Linked DNA regions of Sus scrofa: region 1 is linked to region 2. The links are chromatin contacts, called in public Hi-C maps. All regions are on one chromosome and are shown on one strand. The core of a region is the stretch at or near the end of the contact, and the rest is flanking DNA. Distances in the headings are between cores, read along the strand shown.

The links. Hi-C and Micro-C count contacts between places; a contact is called where the count stands out from the background.
Region 1: a Hi-C map of skeletal muscle shows a contact between it and region 2, with 4 times the contacts expected there. The contact joins two enhancer-like sites. A contact is called at or near these places in 7 of 47 Hi-C or Micro-C datasets (embryonic fibroblasts, fetal heart ventricle, heart right ventricle and 3 more) and 1 of 2 datasets of contacts at active chromatin or transcription factors (skeletal muscle).

What each region holds. Positions count from the first base shown.
Region 1 is chr14:103,997,177-103,999,876 of Sscrofa11.1, reverse strand. It overlaps IDE (insulin-degrading enzyme), which reads left to right. Exons shown (of 25, transcript XM_001925381.7): 23 at 2,205-2,277. Among named protein-coding and RNA genes, the nearest start is that of IDE, 110 kb to the left of the region's middle. Within about 2 kb of position 1,341, at least 11 of the 83 cell types and tissues checked have an H3K27ac peak or open chromatin away from gene starts, as enhancers often do. A contact at or near this core is called in skeletal muscle, where this site is marked.
Region 2 is chr14:103,718,069-103,720,768 of Sscrofa11.1, reverse strand. The region is part of intron 9 of CPEB3 (cytoplasmic polyadenylation element-binding protein 3); the gene reads left to right. Among named protein-coding and RNA genes, the nearest start is that of CPEB3, 150 kb to the left of the region's middle. Within about 2 kb of position 1,333, at least 16 of the 83 cell types and tissues checked have an H3K27ac peak or open chromatin away from gene starts, as enhancers often do. A contact at or near this core is called in skeletal muscle, where this site is marked.

The DNA.
Region 1 (2,700 bases), core at 92-2,591, 280 kb before region 2:
TCCGGCGTTGTTGTGAGCTGTGGTGTAGGTCACAGATACAGCTCAGATCTGGCATTGCTGTGGCCGTGGCCGTGGCGTAAGCTGGCAACTGTAGCTCTGATTCGACCCCTAGCCTGAGAATCTCCATATGCCACGGGTGTGGCCTTAAAAAAACAAAAGACAAAAAAAAAAAAAAAAGAAATATAGTTGATTTACAATGTTGTATTAATTTCAGGTATACAGCAAAGTGATTCAGTTATTCATATATATTCTTTTTCATATTTTTTCCATGTAGGTTATTAGAAGAGATTGAATATAGTTCCCTGTGCTGTATAGTAGGGAAACAACTTTGTTGTTTATCTATTTTATATATAGTAGTTTGCATCTGCTAATCCCAAACTGGAGATCTTGTGAGTTTTAAATTTCCTATGCTCAGTGCGAAAGTCTGTCAAGAGAAAAGAGAGGCACGACCATTAAAGTTTTCCCAGTGCAGCTTTTAGAGGTCTATACTATCTAAATTTTCCCCACCTGTAACAATTCTTAGAGGAAGAGTAAAAAAATTTTTTAAGTGGACATGTAAAGTGTAATAAGCATACTAAGGGCAGAAATTAAAAAGTTATGCTGCAATGGAGTTGTACCTAAATTGTTACGTATCTCCTTTGTGATGTATTTGTGTAAAATACTTTTATGCCTACTTTATAGGACATGATGCAAAATTAAACTCTGTAATTACCATAGTGCCTTAGAATTATACCCCATCTTGTGTTCTTAGCCATGTCTCCTGGTTCATATCTGACTTATTAGATACTAGGTTTTTTGTCAAGAACTCAGTCCTGCTTTGTGCTAACATCCCTGGGAGGGGTAGCACCTGCTTCCCATTGTCATTTTTTCAGGGCTGTGTTGTAACTGCCAGAGTCGGTACTTGCAGTTCTCATTAGGATGATTTTGTGAAATTAGTTGTACAGTGAAGGCTGATGAGATCGAATTCACCACTCTTGGTGCTATGTGGGAGAGTGAGGAAAAGGGAATAGTCCTTGACTTGGAGTTGCTTATCCTTTCATAGAGAAAAAGGGTAATTTTCATGGTCTACCAATTACATTTCTTCCCAGATCCTCTGCAGAACGACCAGGCTTAGATCTTTAGAAGCAAACTTTTTACTCTAATCAGTAAGAAACTCTCAGATGAGGGACTGTTACTGGAAACAAACCTGGGCTGAGCTCCTGAGAGAGGTGCTTCTGCCAGCTGGCAGGAGCCATGGTCAAGTTTGTGTGCAACCTCAGCAGGGCGGCCATTGCAGCTGCACAGGACCAGGCTTATAATAACTGTTCCATAAATAACTGTGAGTCACTTTGGCTGTGTTGATGATCTCTTCCTCTGAGGATATAAAACATTAGTTCTGGCTGACCCATCAGGGGAAGCTACATCACAACCTAAGTTTTCCCTTTGGAAAAGACAGATGCAGGTCCAGCATTAAGGAAGGGGTGGAGACGTACTTCCTGACAGCATCATTCTGCCAACCAACCACTCCTGGCATTCTTAGTAGTAACTTAGGGGAGCCCCTCAAAGCAACGTGGTAGAATGGAGAGAACAGAGAGACCTTACTTCTGGCACCACCCATTATGAGCTGTGCAATTCTAGCAAGTCATTGTACCTCTCTGCATTTCAGAGTCCGAGTTTCTAAAATAGGAATCATCATGATGCTTAGCGTACAGAAAATCAAGTGAGCTAACATAGGAGAGGGGCTGATACAAGACAGGACTCAAGAAATGTTAGTTTTATTCTCTCTTGGTACATGAGGAACCACAGCAGTGCCCCGATGTGGAACCTGAGAAGGTTCTTGGTGGAGCAGACAGTGTGGTCATCCCTTTACTAAGCTCAGACTGTTTTCTCTGCAGACACTATCACTAGGTGCAGCCCTGCATCCCACCCTGATGAGTACCTTTCAAGGTTTTCAATCCCATGGTTTTATTAGCCCTGGGACCTTGAGCACTTAATCTCCTTGGGCTCAGTTTTCTTGTCTGTAAGGTAGGGTTAAGAATAATTCTTGCCTGCCCTCCTAATCTTCGTAGAGTTTAAATGAACTACTGTCATTGAGGGAAAAGATAGAGAAGCATCTCTTCTGTTTCTGACTGTGTGAGAGCTGATTCCTCATCGTTGTAAGGGAGCACCCCAAGTTAAGTTCTGCGGTAGAGCGAAAGGGTGACCTTGCTCTTCTTTCCACCTAGGAAATGTTGGCAGTGGATGCCCCGAGGAGACATAAGGTGTCTGTCCATGTTCTTGCTAGAGAAATGGATTCTTGTAAGTATCAAGACTTGACTTTTTAAAAATTGTGTCTTTAGGCACATGGTACCTGTCCCATGCCATAGCCACGTCCTTTATAGAGCAGCAGGAAGTAAAGGGGCCTGGAAGGGAACTTACTGGGCTCTGGGTCTGTTCTATCAAAGCAAAAATGAGAAAAGGGAAAGAGTGAGGCAGTGAAGGAAGTTGGACACCAGATGGCAGTGCTGAGCCAGCCACAGCTCGGTAGGAAAACCCTGCCAGGTGCTGGGAGGACCTCTCCAAAGAAGCAGCGTGGAGCCCTGCACGTGGGGAGGGAGGGCAAGCAGTGTATCTGCTCTGTCCTTGCCATCTCCTGTCTCTAACTGGCCAAGGTTTGCCCCGTAACCATTAACTCCCCCAGATTTCTGGGTTCTTTTACTGGGTCCTTCTGGGTGGTCAGAG
Region 2 (2,700 bases), core at 84-2,583:
GACAGAAGCATAGAGAGTGGCTGTGGGGGTCAGGGGCAGCTCACAAAGCAGAGTGGTCTGATGTTCCTGAAGGAGTCTGGCAAGCCTTTAGCGGGAAGGTGTTCCCTTGAATCTTCCAGTTCTAGGTACCAGTATTAATCATAGCATCTAATTGATAATGGCTTTATTATATCATGCATAGAGCAAGGACATTCATCGCCATTTGGGGAGGCACAGCTTTTGCATGCTCTGTTTTTGTACTGGGTGCCTTTAGGAAACAGTATATAGAGTGCTGTTTGAACTGTCCCATTGGGGCTTTAAGCCTTGGTTTCCATGCATCAGGCTGTGCAGCTTGGTGCCGATGGCAGCAGTTTCCTTTTTGTACCTGGACCGTTTCCTGAGACTGATGTAGGTTGGAATATCCTGGGAGGGTGAGAGAATTTCCCAGGGTTGCTTTTGGCTCCCTGTCTAGGAAGAATCTTGGCTATTTTGATGAAGTGCTGTGCTCTACCAGGATCTGAGGAGTGGAAGGAATAGTCTGAGTGTAAGAGAGCTTTTTGCTTTGAGTCCCAGTAGAGTTCTTCCTGAGGCCCCAGAGCTGCCGAGGGTACAGAAGTCTTATCAAGGCTGTTGACTCTGAGCAGCTATTAGGTTCCTTCGCCCAGAACAGAGAGGGAGTGCATCTCCTTTTCCTCCCCATTGGGTGGAGGGCAGCATTTGAGAATAGTAGCTAGCATCTAAACGCCTCAAAGTTGGCTGTTATGGAGCTGTGCAGTAAAAATTAGGTGGAAATGAGATACCAACTACGAATGTGCTTTGAAGAGTCCAAACCACAATTATTGCTGTTATGGCTGTTAGTTTTGGTGGTTAATAATAATAAAACAACCAGGGAAGAGTTAAAGATGCCTCACAAACCACAAACTAGTTTATTTGTGATACTGTGAGGCACCCCAGTCATTCTGTGAGGCCTCTGTGGCCTAAAATAGAATTGCTGACAGCTGGGGTGGGTCTGAGTTCATTACCACTACAGCTGAGCTGCTGCAGCTGCATGTCAGCGGACCTCAGTCCAGCTGACTCATCCTGGCTGTCAGAAGAGCCGGAATGCTCCTGCTTGTTGGGGAGAGCAGTCCTGATGGTTTCTGCGGTATTGTTTTTCCAGTTCATGTAGATTGAAAGGATTGCAGGATTAGGAGAGAAAAACGGAGACTTTTTCCTGAAGAGCTTGAGTAGGAGTTTGAAGGGAATAAAAAAGAGGAAAAAGAAAATGGGGCAGGGTGGAAGGGATGCTGCGCCATGTGCTTTATGGATCATTTGTGGGAAAGAGATGGCAAGGAAGGGGCTTTTGTTCAGGTAATTTCCTAAACTGGCCACCAGATTGCACTGTTGAGTCTGAACAGTTTGGTTGCTTTTTAGAGCTGCCTTAAGATGAACAGACGAAAAGGAAGGCACCATGCAGTAGAACGTTCATGTGGTGAATATTTGTAACTTAAGGAAAGGACCAGACAAGGATGAAGTGTTCAAAATGAGCTAAAGATAGCATTGTTTACTGGTAGATGAATGTCTAAATTCTGAATAGAATTGGTCTATACTGAAAGAATTCTAGAGCTATAGGATCATGTTCAGAAACTTGAAACTCTAAGGCTTTTATTTAAAACTGTTCTTACTGAAACCGTATGTTTTTTCTTATCCTATTATTAAAGCTACAATACAGATGCATTTTATATTTAATTTTAACTTAGAGGCCTTTGCAAATTTTCAATGAAATTTTCTTTTTAATGTTATCTTGTAGCATCCTGTCAAAATAAGTGACCTATATTGCATTTCTTAATTTTGTTTCCTAGCACTTGGCCTAATCTTATCCCTGTTAATGACTTTCAGTTTCAACTAGAATGAAACTTTAGTTAACTCTCTGAGAGCAGTAACAGGAAATAAGTGAGGAAAAGGCCTTGATGTGAGTGAAGTTTCTATGATGTTTTGTTCAATTAGTTCAAGCCTATTGTGCTGTATTTTAATACATACTAAGAGTAACATATAATAGGGTAGTGTTATCCAGTGTGGATATTAATAAGTTTTATGCAAAAAAATGGAAATAATTTGGAAATGCTGGGTTAAACAATGTTTGAACAGATTCCTTTCCTATAGAACTTCTCAGAGCCTTTAATTGATATATATGTTGTTGTGCCGTGAAACTCCAAGAAGGAAGAGGTAGTTTTTAACTTTTCCCACACACTGCTTGTCTGGCAGAATAACCCTGGGGAACCTGTGCTTCACAGAACACACTTTGGGAAACCTCGAAAAGGAAACTTAGTGCTTTCAGTACTAAGTGTTGCTATTACATGTTAATGTTATGTTCTTTTAGATTTTTTCTTGAAGGCTGTTGAAGTCACTCTATGGTATAAATTGGCATATTTATACTCCCAAGCTTCATATACGGTTTTTGCCTTTATCCTTAAGAAGATTTGCCTTTGGAGATAAGAATTATTCAAAGCTGATTATTAATTCAGGAGATGAGAATTCAGAAGACAAGTAATTTAGCCAAAAGTAGGTTTATGATCCTCACCAGGACTTCCATAGGGATATATGCTTAAAAAAGAAACCAAAGAAAAACGACTTTTGTATTTCTTTCATAAGTGCTTATAGAGCAAAACATTCCATTGTCAGCTGTGTAGTAACTAACCTTTCTAGTCAGAGATCACAGACTGGGGCCGCAGAATGGATCTG